3 separate regions of the Mus musculus genome follow, and regions 1 and 2 are each linked to region 3. Evidence: chromatin contacts called from public Hi-C and HiChIP or PLAC-seq data. All regions are on one chromosome and are shown on one strand. The core of a region is the stretch at or near the end of the contact, and the rest is flanking DNA. Distances in the headings are between cores, read along the strand shown.

Region 1 (4,483 bases), core at 1,825-4,324, 340 kb after region 3:
CAGGAAGAATTCAGACGATGAACCCTGAAGCCCACGTACCTTGAGAGGGCTTGCCCTTGCTCTGGGATTTGCTGGAGGGTTTTCCGGGTGTGCTGGCTGGAGGAGGATTAAATAGCTTCTCTTCCATTTTGGCTTCCTTCACGTATTGACAGGACTTTCCCAACAGCACAATGCTATTAAGTATTTTCAAGGAGATCAACCTAAGAAAAGAAGCAAAGTTGGAGGAAGTGATCTAAGTCAAGATGTGGGCCAAGGTCTTAGCCTGGCTTCTGAGAATGTGGGTCAGGTTGAGGGGGGCCCAGGAGTCAGAGGCCCCGGGCTGTGCAACATGAGCTCCTTGTACAAAGCTTGAGTTTCCTGAGGCTCTTTAGCATAAAGGAAGACTTCTGATACACTCTACTTCATAACAAATCCTATCAGCCAGCAGCTTTTCCTAATATAGATAATCCAACATATATTCTGTTCTATAAAATAGGTAGATTCAGATGGACAAAAAATAAGAGACAGTTCCCTGTGTGGCACCCATATATTATTAGTCATTTGCTCTGAGCACGTCATTTGTACCTTCCCCCTGTACAGAAATGGGGTCGATTTACAAGGCTGTAGTGGAGGTAAAGTGGGAATTAGAGGAGGGGTATGGCCTCAGTGTGTAAGTAGAGTTCTTTGTGGTTCTGGGAAAAATTCTTCACAGCTGATAGTTATATAATACATACATACATACACACACATACACATACACACACACACACACACACACACACACACACACACACACACACACATACATACATACACACACACCATACATAATACATAGTTTTACAAATATTTTTTCTTGTCCATTACTGTTCCTAAGTTATCTTACGAATGCTTTGTGGTATGGGCTATATAACAAAAACTTACTTGTAAGAGCTCCCATTTCTGGACATCTGGATTATTTCTAACATTTTGCTTCTATTAAAAAGTTTGTAATTAAGAAAAGTTAGCTTAATCTTGTACTTTGTTAAAATAAACTGCTAATACCTATAATTACAGTCATGGAAATTCTAGGCCAAAAACTAATACTGTAAAGCATCTGCTATAATTATGGCGAGACAATTTAGAGAGCACAGCATCCCAGTCCCATCTTCTCACACACCATGGGCCCTGACGGACAGCCGTAACATGAGGGAATAGAGGTTGTATTTGGTGCCTGAGATGAGACTGTCAGGAACATGGAATTACAAGCCAGTGAGCATCATCAGTGGCTCAACTTGTGAGTCAATGCAGGAGACACACGAGGATTCTTGCCTGGTCCTCAGGCCTTTCACTAGGGGCTCAGAGCACAGCACAGATGGCTCCATGGAACACGGGTGCAAATCTGCTGTCAGTTCCAGGTCTCCCCAAACTATACCCTTCTTCCTCCCCTGTTTCCGGGGTTTCCAAACTTACCAAACCAATCCCCAATTCCAGTCATCCCTACCCCAGGACCTTCTCTCCCCACCCCTAAAATGTTGCTTCTGTCACAGTAAGTGACAACTCTATTGCCTTCCCTGCTTGAGCCCAGGTTCTGCAGCCGTATCTGAAGTTGCTCCTTTATACTTCGTGCACAGGCAGTGTGCATCCACCTGACACGTCCTGTCCTCCTACTTCGAGCACTGCCATTCCAGCCTTGGTCACCTTTCCCTGGCGGTGCCCACTGCTTCCTGACTCACTGATCCTCTTGTCACACTCCAGACTGTCCTTCACACGGGAGCTGAGTGGCTCTTACAAAAAGCCTTCTTGTGAGACTCTGGAGCTACCTCCCCTGCCAGGGGCCTTCACACAGCCCACTGTCTAGGCTTACACTCTGTACTCAACTCTGCTTGCTTTCTGCTGTGCTCAAAAGCCACCATCTGTCACTCTTCATCTCCTGACACCTCCACATTTTTCTTCACACTGCTCACTACCAAAAGTCTCTAGAGAATATATCTCCTGTCTATTTGCATGCTACAACTTCAGAGATACCAAGGGACAAAACTTGTCTGTCTTCTTTCTGGTCAATCCCTACAGCAGTCTGGAACCTGGCAGCCAAGGCTGCTGAATAGATGGGGAAGGGCAGTGGTGGGCTCGTCTTTCCCCCTACAGCTGACAGGCACACATCCTCTCCGGAGAACTATGCAGAAAGGTTTTCTTTCATGTATGCCATATGAAAGCATTACTTTCCTGACTTATGTTCAAACTATGAGAACAAAGTTAAACAAAGACCAGAGCAAGTAGAAAAAAGGAAACTATGCTAAGAACATCAACAGGCAGGGTGTGGGAGCCTGCACTACGGAAGGAGCATCATGGTTTATTTTGTTGTTAAGAAATATTTTAATATCTATTGTTATGCAGTCTAAGTACAAAGAAATTTCCCTAAATATTGACCCTCAAAAACAACACATAGTTTAAAATTTTAACATTGTCTTCAGTGTGCAGTTGGAACATCTTTGGCATATTAGTAAAAGAAAAGGAGAAAGAACAAAAGGCCAGTGTGACTCCAGTCAAAGGAAGAAACAGCTCAGGGAAAATACTCAAAAAGACTGGAAGAGTCCAGAACATAAAAATAAAAGTCAATTTTCTGAGATGGAAGTTTTAACTCCTACCTGGAAAAGAAAGCATACAGTAAAATTTCTAATATTGTATAATTTAATATAAAAAACTTAATGTCAAATTTAAGAGAGCTGTGTATGGTGGCATGCTGCCAGTAATCCCAGCACTCAGGAGGCAGAGGAAGGAGAATCAGGAGTTCAAAACCAGCCTTTGGTATACAGTGAGCTCAAAGCCAGTCTGAGCTATTCGAGATCCTGTCTCAAAAACAACAAAAGGTGTGCACTGGAGACGTAGTTCAGTTAGCAGAATATGTGCTTAGCATGCAGAGAGTCCCAAGACAATGCTCAACACAGCACACACCAGGTATGGTAGTGCAAACACCTGCAATCTCAGCACTCAATCAGTCACCTGAACAAACACAGCTCTGGAGGAGGGCTGAGACAGGCACTGTGAAACACTCATGACTTGCAATACACAAGGGATATCAAGTGCAGCCCACAGGAGTGACTGTGTCTCAGCTGCTTGTACAGAGGAGTCTTGGGTGCCTGCCACGTGCCCAGCAGTGTGGGTTCCAGGAAGATACACATAACACTCAAATGTGAAACTGGAACCACAGATGGCTTTGGAAACCAGGTTCTACAGGAAGTTAGCGCGCCACAGCCTTTTCCTCTGGTGGTGCTCAGGGCTGTCCTCTCCCACAGACCAGCACTCCTCAAACCCATGCCCATGTATCCCAGCATGTATAAACCAGATCAGTCATGGGTTCCCAATTCCCCTTTGGGCAAAGACATCAAAACTCAGGTAGGCTCCTTACTTTATTTCACTTTTTGAAAAATCAAAAAGTGGCAAAGTAACATTTGACATCATTTTCTTGTTATCATTTATGATTATCATAAATTACTTAAACTGCTTACTTACTGCTTGTATTTCACAACCAGACAGGTATGTAAGCTAGTTGGGACCAAATTTTCAAAAGTTTCAGTTGGCTATAGCCACAAAAACTACATTTTTGTATCAGTTAGGTTAATGTGAACCAAGCCCGGTGTACTGACTATTAGCATGGCAAGTACAAAGGAAAACCAAAGGTGTTGTTAAATATGGAAACTTGACTCTAATGAAAGACTTTTCCTAAAAAGAATCAAGTATGGATGAACTATAAATCTTGAGCAAAAAGACCTTACTATAAACTTTTGATTAAAGATTCAAACTCAAGTACACAGAATAGGAAAACTACCATTGGATGCAATTAGCTTCTATTACATCTTGCAGTCAATACATACTTTACAGTAAAGTCAAAACATAATCAAGAATAGTTGATCTTACCCAAAATAGAAGAGTATGACACAGGCGTAGGACAGGATTCCTTGCACTTTAATTGAGCTTGTTACAACTCTGATGAGCTAGCCAGGAACAAAGCACAACACACAACACACAACACACAAACACAGAGACACAACAGAGCCATAGAGTTATTAGCTGATATTTAAAACTGTCTCTCTCTTAGTTTAACATTTTAGAGCATACCTGCATCTAGGTCCAAGAGGCTGGCTCTAGACTTCCTAACACAAAACACTTCTTCAGTCATCTGTGGTGGACTGGGTTTGCTCAGGCAAGGCCTGCTGTTGCCTGCCCACTCCGGGAAGCCCCAGCAGCCTATCTCATTGACGGCACTTCTACTTACATCTCACAGAGGCACACAGCAGCTGCCATTTGTAAAGTAGAAACTCATTCTGTAAGCTCTGAAGGCGCTCATCCAGGTCTTGCTAGAGATAAAACCAGTTTGAGCAGGTTTTCTCGTTCCTGGTTTTTCCTGTCCACTGTTCGAATTCTTTAAGAGGCCCCAATAACTTGTAGGGAGCATAGAGCAAAGGGAACCTTGAAAGACTTACACTCTTTAAGAAACTAAGCACACAGTTAATTACTTGAAAGC
Region 2 (4,575 bases), core at 1,543-4,042, 320 kb after region 3:
AATACTAATAAGTCATAAAAAGACATGAATGGACCTCAAATACATGCCTCTAAGTGAAAGAAGAAAACCTGCAAAGGTTTTGTTGTATATGATCCCTGTTGACATTCTGAGAAAATCCCCGTTCTGGAAAAGGCAACACCATGGAGACAGTAAAAAGAAGTATGTCCAGGGATTAGGGAGGAGGGAGTGGACAGGTGGAACACAGCAGGCTTTTGGAGAAGGGAAGGTATTTTATGCAATGTAGCATCCATGGACACGTAGCACTAAATATCCCTTAAAACCTAAAGAAGCTACACCCCCAAGGGTGAGCTCTAATGACCACTATAGAGTCTGAGTGAGGTGAGCTTACCTGTCAGGCTTGTTGGTAGGTAGCAGTGTGGTGGGTTAGGGAATAGCAGTGGTTATAGAGGTGAGGCTCATGGAAAGTAGAAGACAGACGGGACTCTTAATAGTTCGTGTTCAATGTTGACATGAAGCTCAGACTAAACAGCCTTTTTAAAAAAATCATAGATAGGGGGAAAAATCACTTAGCATCCTGACTGTGTACACTTACAAGATCATTCAACAGTGTGACTTGTGGTGAGGTCTCTGTGGATACCAGAGTTGGCTAAGTAACAATCCCTGTGAGGCAAGAAGGAAATCCAGTTCAGCATGAGTCAGTAACTGGTGTTGGTTCAAACTCCTAGAGTCTGATACCAGACAGTTTATTGTAGGCATATTTAAGTATAGTACAATTGTACAAAAAAAAAAAAAAGTTTTCTGGTGTAATGTAACCCCATGTGTACAAGAAAGCATAATTACAGTGAGACTCTTCTCAAAGTACACGTCACTTTTTCCATGAAGACTGGTTCTACAGATAGGTTGCATGTGTTATCTTAAGGACCTAGGGGAGGATTTGGTATGGTCTCAGTCATACAGACAATACAAAGGTCATTTAGCCTATCATCTATCTCCAGTCCTAGTTGTGGGAGTTTTGAGGAGCCAGGTTATGGCCTGGCCCCACAGATAGCACAGGGGTTACCTAGACTATTAGCCAACTCCATTCTCAGCCTTCTGGGCGGAAAACAGGTTATACATCTTTTCCTTTGAAAAGACAACCCTGTGTGTTCGACATTGTGGTTTCCCTGGTGATATCTGTGATTACAAGGACCTTTGTACTTCTAACAGTGACCAATATTCTTGGTGGTTTTGTAAGATTTCCTTTTTTGTATAATTTTAAATGCAGTTCCTTCTTCCATTAAACAACACATTTAAACATTTTTTCTATGCCAAAAAAGATTTCCCTGTGTTTAAAAACAGCAGCATGGAACTGTATGCTATGGAGGCTCTCTAATTTATCTGAACATCTCACATTTTAAAAGGCACTACAGTTTGTGCTTTTATGAGCATAAGTGCTCTTTTTGAGCACTATGAAAAACATCCCTTGTCCTCAGAATTGATTCTTAACCACAATAAAGGGACAACTTTATATTGGATGCTTAATAATGGTTTGTGACTGAACCAACTGTCTTGCAGATGTTGCCTCAATTGATGCTCAGAGGCCCTAAATTCTCCGTTGTTATCATTAGTCCCACTTTTTCAGATGAAGTCACAGACACTTGGAGATCTTGATTTCCCGAGGGCATTGGTAAAAAGTCGAAGCTTTAACTAAATTTAAGATGACCTGATTTTAAAACTTGAGCTGCTACTCTGCACCATTAGATATATTGAGTTCGCTTATAGATCTTTAATTTTTAAAAACTTTTCTGCAAATAGCTCTTCAGGAGAGTCATAATCATTTATTGTCACTCTCAAAAATATAAGCATTATACTTTCTTTTTATCTGCCCCCTCCACTACCTTCCCTTTCCCATCTTTCTCATCTGTCTCCCTTCCCTCTCTTTAAACCCAACTGCCCCTTCTTCTGCTTTTGTGACACACATATTTCAATAACCTCTCCTTTGCTCCTCCCTGCCCCGATTAACAGAAGACCTGGAGCTGTCAAACTGCTAGGGGGAAAAAGGCACCCTTGAAGATGCACACAGAAAAGGGTCTATTTGAAAGGGATTCCAATAAGCCAGAGAGCAAAGCTAAGACTTGACAAATGGGATTTCATGAGATTTAAACACACAGCAAAGCAAGAAATCAACATACTGAAGAGGAAGCCTACAGAATTGGAGAGTCTTTGCCAGCCATACATCTGACAGGTTTATCTCTAAAGTCTAGAAAAGTTGTTCAAAAATTAAATGCTAATGAGAATGAAAGGAAAGAAGAAACCTTTATACACTGCTGGTAGGAATGTAAAATAGTGTAACTGTTATGGAAATCAGTATGGAGATTCCTCAAAAATTTTTTTTGAGTTACCATAGCTCTAGCTAAACAATTAAGGGTATATGCCTGAAGAACCTCAAGTCAACACAGCACAGAGATACTTGCACACTCACAATATTATTGCAGTTTTCACACTAGCTAAGATACAGAACCAGGGGTCCCATCCATAAATGGTTAGGCAAAGAAGACATTGTACAAACACATAGTGGAATTTTTTCCAGCTACAGAAAGTGATATGTTTTTATTTGCAGGAAAATGGAGAAGACTTAAACAGTGTTATGCTAAGTGAAACAAGCCAGACTCAGACAAATAATGTCTATCTCCTCTCACATGCAGGATCTAGATTTAAATATGTACGCATGTATACACACGTGAATGTATATGGCTAGAACATAAGGTGCACAGATGACTATGTGACGGGAGGAGCTGGTCAGTTGCTTTAAACCACCAAACATTTATGTGTAGTAAAACATTATTCAGATCCAAGGGTGTGAGCTATATCTCCCTTCCCAGAAACCTATGAAGTCACCAGTCACAGCAGACTCAGGCCTTAGCTATGCTGGCTGTCACCTTTCAAATGGTAGATGGTAGGTAACAAAGAGGTCATTTCTAGATGCCCTGAAGGAGGAGCCTGGTCCACAGCTGACCAGCATCTCAGAGACCTGCCCCCACCAAGGGCTTCTCTTTTGAAGTGCCACCTGGCAAACCCTATTGGTCCCTAGGCCCCACTTTCAATGCTCTTAAGATCCTGCATTCTCATCTCCCCCATAACTATGCTACCCCTGGTTTTCTAATGTGTTTATAGATTCCTTGTAGAGTACAAGGGCGTAGATTAGTAGTTCTCAACCTTCCCAATGCTGGGACCCTTTAATACAGTTCCTTGATCCCAACCATAAAATTATTTTAATTGCTACTTCATAATTTTGCTACTACTATGAATCTTACTGTAAATGCCTATATTTTCTGATGGTCTTAAGCAGCCCCCATGAAAGAGTCAGTAGACTCCAAAGGGCTTGCGACCCCCAGGTTGAGAACCACCCATGCAGATCATTCACTAGGCCTTTCAGATCTTGACTTTTAGGGGCCTGGAGATAGGAAACATGAGTTGTGAGAATACTCTAGGCTTTCCTGCCAGCCTGTGGAGTTCTCTAGACCTCCAGCCCCAGCAGGGCTCCCTCATAAACATAGATAGGGGAAAGCAGTCTGGAGATTTCACCACTTATACCCAGACCAATACAAAAGCAGTGGCTGCCTTCTTTCCCGAGGACTTCTAGGTATGCTCAACTGCCCAGAGAGCCCAAACAGCTGCTCTCATGATGGTTTGAGTCGTTGCTTTACCAAGGGCTCTACAGTTCTCACAGATGCTGAGGGCATCAGTGGAGATGCCACCTGCTGTCTTCAGTTCCTAATATCAGGCGGTAGAGGTGAACATGGGGAGGATACGTGCTGTAAACAAGCCCGTTCCACCAACCTGCTTTTCAGCAACTCAGCTTACATCATCACTCGCTGCATCCACTGGGGGCACATTTCCCCTGTCACTATGAGTTGCACGTACCCCTTTTAAAAGGTCCTAGCCAACCCAGATGGCTCTCTGTCTTATTCATTCTCTATGTCTCTCAGACTCTCTGTCCATCTGTCTCTATCGCTCATGTCCCCACTCTGAGATGGCATTTTTCTCCCCACGCCGCAATAAACCTCTTGGGTTAGATCCATTGTGAGGCATGACCAGCACCATAACTCGGCCCTGGACCTGCTGAAGGTACCCCATCTGCTTTATCCCAAGAGTGCATCTGGAGGAAAATCAGGCCTCATGTTTCTCCATCTTCCGTCTCATGAAGTTGTTCCACTATAGGCTTGAACTAAAAACCCACCTTTTTTATTGTCATTCTCTTTTATGTGTCTTTAAAAAAAATTATTTTTTCACTATGTACAGTGTTCTGTCTGCATGTATGCCTGGAGACCAGAAGAGGGCACTAGATCTCATTATAGATGGTTATGAACCCCCATGCCATGCTTCTAGCTTTTATGTGTCACCTTGTGTGACTAGTTGTCATATTTTAGACTGTAGGAGTCTTGCTTAGTCTCCTGCTGGAGAGGACAGGCTAGATTGTACAGTTGTTACTTGGAAGGAAAAACTGCCAGACAACACGAGTGTTGGTTCTTCTCGGGAACAGCCAGAGCTCATTATTTCTAAGTGTGTCCCATCTGTAGTGATGCTTGAGAAAGTCAGCAGTCCAGGAGTTTTCCTGAGGAGACGTTGCTTCAG
Region 3 (4,958 bases), core at 1,294-3,793:
AGCAAACATCTCCCCAGCACTTCCTACTAATGTTCCCACCTGTGTTAAAGTACCATGTGTTAGAAATACTTCTACATGGGCAATTCTTACTGCATTACAGCTCAACGATGAGGACAGATTTCAGTTACCACCACTTTTTTCTGGCCCAAGAACTCTCTAGAAAGGCTCTTTTTTCAATCTCTAGCCAACACTGTAGCAGTCAGGCCAGACCCCAAAGCCCTTTCCCCCATCACAGCTGACTTGGGTCTCAGTTTATGTCCCTCCTCCCTTGTGTGGCGTCCACTTCTTCTGGCTGCTGGCTCTGGGACTCCAAGCTTCACTCAGCTCCTGCAGGCTCCTGTTCTGTGTTGTGGCCTTTCTGTTGCTCCAGGGTAGCAAAGAATCTAAGGTTTGAATATAAATGAAGATCAACCCAAACATAGGTAAGACTCTCCTGACCCTCAGCGTTCAGTGGAATGGCCTTTCGTCTTGAGTCAGCCCAAGTTCACATAAGGGTCTTTGGTGACACTGGCAGAGCCTTATCTCTACACAGACTCTTTCTTCTTGGTTGGTTTCTTCCAATACCACAATGGATCAGACTCCACAAAATTCAAAGTCTGTCTTGGTCAAAAGACAATAACAACCGAATTTATTTCTTTTTAAATATGTTTGGACAGATTGCATCTGTTGACACTCAGGAGGCCAGGGTGGTAGGATCACTAGAGCCCAGAAGTTCAAGAGTAGCCTAGGCATCCTAGTGAGATACTATCTGCAAAACCCACTAGCCATAAAATGTATGTATACAGACTAAACTTCACTGTAAGTAGGCGACTCTAAGCGGGGACTACAGCGCCTGCAGTGCATGCCTGTGTAACTCTTCCATGTCTTCCAATTCTTTCCAGTCATCTGGTCATAGAGGTGTTGTCTTAGTCTGCCTTGTATTTCACGCCTTCTGTGTCACTGTCACCTGCCCCTGCTTCTGTTGCTGCCTTCCTTCCCTCCTGGTTGCCCTGGAACTTCACATTTTCTGCCTCGATTATACTAGGCAATGAGCATTCTCAATTGGGCTATTGCTCACGTGCTTTTCGTTCAACCTTCTGTCCAAGCACACATCAAGGAGTTTTCCTAATAAAGTAGGAGGTGCAGGCAGGAAGGGTCTGGATTAGCCTACCACATTCAAGGATAGATCTCTCACTCACCACTGTTAGAACATAAGGAAAACAGTCAGCTTCATCTGCAGCAAATTGTGGTTGAAAATAGGATCGACTTCATTAGATTGTTGAGGGTCGGATGGTATGACCTAAATAAAACACAGACAATATTTGTGGAACATAGTAAGTGCTGGATAAATGCTACCTGTTGTGAGAAGGGTGCTGAGACAGGGTCACTCTGTATAGCTCTGGCTGTCCTGAAACTTTCTATGAAGACCAGGCTGGCCTCAAACTTACAGAGATTTGCCTGCCTCTGCTTCCCTCTCTAGTGCTGGGACTAAAGGTGTGAGTCACCAGTCCCAGCCTAGCCAGTATTGTTTATAAAGGAGGAAACTGTAGGCTCTTCAAAGATGTGTTTTGTGTTCCAAGCGCTTTGCAACCACATCATAGGTGTTTAACTCGAAGGAGTGATTTGGATAATCTCTTAAGTACGGTTTTTCTTCTGTAGACCAGTGAAGTTCTTAATGTGTGTGGACCACAGCACTCACCCCGACTGTATCATGAACTCGTAAGTAAATGGCCTGAATCAACACAGGTGAACTGTAGTCTGATTGTCCATCCATTTCCTAAATAGCTCACTGCGGAGCAGGTCATTTCTGCACTGTAGCCTCTCAGTCTCTGGTTAAATTGTCGCAAGTTCCACAGACATCTGCCAGCTGAGCTAACTTCCCAGACGGCCCAACACCATACTCTACCTAGCACACTTCAGCAGACAATTCTAGAGGTGGGGCCACAGGGCGACCTTGGACCTTTTCCTTCTTAATCTTAATTTATTTTGTGAAAGATTAATATACATGCTAGAAACAAAGTTTGCGATTATTAAAAGGGTCAGGAGAACAAACACTGTTATTTTTTTATTCTTATATGATCCAGCTTTTTTTTTTTAAAGCTCAGAGTAGGTAGACCATAACTTCTATATTCTTGTGTGTCCTTATAGAGTAAGATATTCCTGTCACAGCACATGTGTGCATTCATACACACACATGGTCATGTACCCACATAACACACATAGATCTCTCATATAAGTTATAATAAATGATAATATAGATAAGATTCTGGGGTTTGTTTTCTTTTTCTCTTAACAGTATGTCTTGGAGATGTTCCTATATTTTTTTAAGGAATTGATTCTAGGGCTAGAGATATGCTGTCCCAGAGGATCTAGGGATGATACCCTACATTCACACGGTGGCTCACAACCATCTTTGACTCTGAAATGTGTCAAACCAACACGTCTAGCATAGACCCAGAAACATAGTGCATAAACTGAATATAGAAATGCAATATAGACATAAACAGAATCAGAACTGCAACTATAGTGAATGTCCAGTAGAGGGCGCCATTGGCTAGTAAAGAAGGGGCTTCAGCTTCCTAAGGAAGTTGGTAAGATACGTGGCCACTAACAAGTCCAGATCGATGGGTCTTGATTCTGAACCAAGATAAGATAGTTTTATTATTTTTTAAATTCACCTTTTAACTGGTTGAAAAGAATTCAGTAATTTCTATTTCAAAAACTCAGAAGGTCAGATCTTATCTAGTTTAAATGAGATTTGGCCAGGGCCTCTGCTCAGTGTTTTAAAGTCAGAACAAGATTTTCTTAATCAGCTAAACTCTGATGATACACTATTCACCAATAAGGAACTTGGCTAACACTCTAGAACATTTGTAAAATAGAAATGCATACACAAGGAAACATGAATTGACTCTGTGTGTGTGCCGGCATGAACTGTGTCCAAGTGCCAAGAGGTGGTGTCAGGCAAAGGAAGCAAATAGCATTCTGTGTGTTTACATAAAGAGGGGTGTGTGTGTGTGTGTGTGTGTGTGTGTGTGTACATGCGTGTGCTGTCTTCCTTGGGAGGACAACTGACATTATTAACTGTGGTTCGATGGGAATAGAGTGATTAAGAATTTTTACTTTCACTTTATGAGCGTTCTGTTCTATCCACACGTTTCTGTGGCGTGCATTGTGATTTTTGTCACACACTCATGTTGTCTCTATTTCTCTTATTCTCTTTAGAGCCTCAGCATCTATGCGGAGGGAGAGCGCATCTCTTCATGCAATAGGAGACGCCAGCCTTCTCATTTCTCTCTTAGTAGCTTTGGCTTCAAGTTCTCAGGCGTGACTAGAAAATCCCCACAGGGTTCTAACAGAAGCCAGCCTTGCAGCAACCCTTGAGTAGTCCACTGTCCTGTGTAAACTAAGGAAACCCACTGTCTCAAGACAAACCCTTCTAGAAAAACAATGTAACCAGACGGTAATCCAGTTGTATTTACACTCATGATTCAAGAAACAAGGCATTCATCTAGTCCTGCTTAGCAGACAGAAGTTGCTACTGTGGAGTTAAAGTTATTATCTCTTATTTGATAATGGTACAAAGCACTGAGACCTGGAGAATAGTTTAATCTTAAATAATTAAATGTATTTATGGAAGCATCTGTATTTTTTATTTTCTGTATTTTCTTGTGTTTCAAATGATACAACACGTGTTTGTTAAGAGCTTCAATTACATGTACAGCATATAAAGGTATACATATATAGATGTTATGCAAAGATGTATATCTAAAGATGTCTATTTAATGGCTACTTATGATAAGGAAATAACCCAAAATGTCAAGCACACACAAGCACACACAGGTTTGGAACTGCTACATAAGGTTTTGTATACCCATAGGATGGAACGTTCATTTGTTAAGTAAATGTCATGTGTGTCACCTGACTGGTGAACAGTTAAGTCAAATGTAGTGCATTCTGTAACTGTAGTGCATTCTGTACTGGGCACTACTGCTCAGCCATCAGCAGGAACTAGTATTGATGTATAGTCATATGAATGGCAATTCCAGTGCATTGTGCTATGGGAAAGAAGCCTGACCAAATGGCTACACACTGCAGATAAAAATACAGAGTTCTGAAAAGGACAAAGCTATGGAGAAAGAGGAATGCGGTGGATTCCAGGATGGGTGGGCGGGGTGCCAGAGGCATGAGGGGGGGAGGGGCTAAGTTAAAGGAGAAGTGAGAAACACCAAGGTGGCATCTCACATAAACTTCTCAAAACTCTCAAAGCTGTGCATCAGAAGGAGTAAATCTCACAGGATGCAAATTTAACATCTTTGTCTTAGGAACATTTCATCACATAAGAAAATGTTAACATGTGTTAGAGATGGGATATAAAACTACTCACAATATGATGCAAGTGTTATGAAATATAATATGAATGTAAGAAATACTATCACATTCCTTATGTGTGTTTATAGCATATGCATACACTGTAAATGAATAAAAGAAAATAACCCCAAGGAGAGTGCAGTTCTCTCTGAATAGGGACTTCACAGCTATTCTGTTTTTGATCTTTGGCTTATTAATATTTTCTGCTTCTTTACAGTATATCAAAGAAAAAAAGGAAACACACTTACCATATGTGTGCAGAAATGTGGTTGAATAGGGAACATTTCCTGAAGAGAATAAAACAAAATTAAATCCTGTCACAGATACATTTGTTCTCTACCTATAGACAGCAGGCATGAGAGTTCCCTGATAGGCAATTTATGGCTTCCTCAGCCTTCCATGCCTTATCACAGGCCTTTGATCCCAGCGCTTGGGAGGTAGGTGCAGGAGAATCTCTGTTAGTTCAAAGCTAATATGGTTGACATAGTTAGTTCTGATTCTTGATTCCTGATTTCTCTTCACTCTTTACCTAACTCCACCCCTTTGGAATCCACACACAAATTTGCTCCATGAGACTCAATCAGGGTAAAGTTTATACTGTGATGCTA

What was found. HiChIP or PLAC-seq counts read pairs in DNA pulled down with a chosen protein or histone mark. A called contact is a pair of places that touch in the nucleus more often than the background predicts.
Region 1: a contact with region 3 is called in a RAD21 HiChIP or PLAC-seq map of pro-B cells, with 5 times the contacts expected there. The contact joins two enhancer-like sites. A contact is called at or near these places in 3 of 15 datasets of contacts at CTCF or cohesin (the NIH/3T3 cell line, large pre-B cells and pro-B cells), 3 of 484 Hi-C or Micro-C datasets (cortical neurons, large pre-B cells and regulatory T cells) and 1 of 115 datasets of contacts at active chromatin or transcription factors (large pre-B cells).
Region 2: a contact with region 3 is called in a Hi-C map of B cells, with 2.9 times the contacts expected there. The contact joins two enhancer-like sites. A contact is called at or near these places in 2 of 15 datasets of contacts at CTCF or cohesin (large pre-B cells and pro-B cells), 16 of 484 Hi-C or Micro-C datasets (B cells, the BV-2 cell line, the G1E-ER4 cell line and 7 more), 3 of 115 datasets of contacts at active chromatin or transcription factors (large pre-B cells, memory CD8 T cells and pancreatic cancer cells) and 1 of 9 other capture datasets (embryonic stem cells).

Annotation. Positions count from the first base shown.
Region 1 is chr5:44,178,822-44,183,304 of GRCm38.p6, forward strand. Tapt1 (transmembrane anterior posterior transformation 1) reads right to left here. Exons shown (of 14, transcript NM_173764.3): 12 at 3,877-3,953; 13 at 40-200. Among named protein-coding and RNA genes, the nearest start is that of Gm42427, 40 kb to the left of the region's middle. Within about 2 kb of position 3,075, at least 79 of the 459 cell types and tissues checked have an H3K27ac peak or open chromatin away from gene starts, as enhancers often do. A contact at or near this core is called in pro-B cells and regulatory T cells, where this site is marked.
Region 2 is chr5:44,159,234-44,163,808 of GRCm38.p6, forward strand. No RefSeq gene overlaps it. Among named protein-coding and RNA genes, the nearest start is that of Gm42427, 21 kb to the left of the region's middle. Within about 2 kb of position 2,793, at least 4 of the 459 cell types and tissues checked have an H3K27ac peak or open chromatin away from gene starts, as enhancers often do. A contact at or near this core is called in B cells, where this site is marked.
Region 3 is chr5:43,838,793-43,843,750 of GRCm38.p6, forward strand. Bst1 (bone marrow stromal cell antigen 1) reads left to right here. Exons shown (of 9, transcript NM_009763.3): 8 at 1,639-1,698; 9 at 3,205-4,676. The coding sequence ends at 3,310. Among named protein-coding and RNA genes, the nearest start is that of Bst1, 22 kb to the left of the region's middle. Within about 2 kb of position 2,544, at least 86 of the 459 cell types and tissues checked have an H3K27ac peak or open chromatin away from gene starts, as enhancers often do. A contact at or near this core is called in B cells, pro-B cells and regulatory T cells, where this site is marked.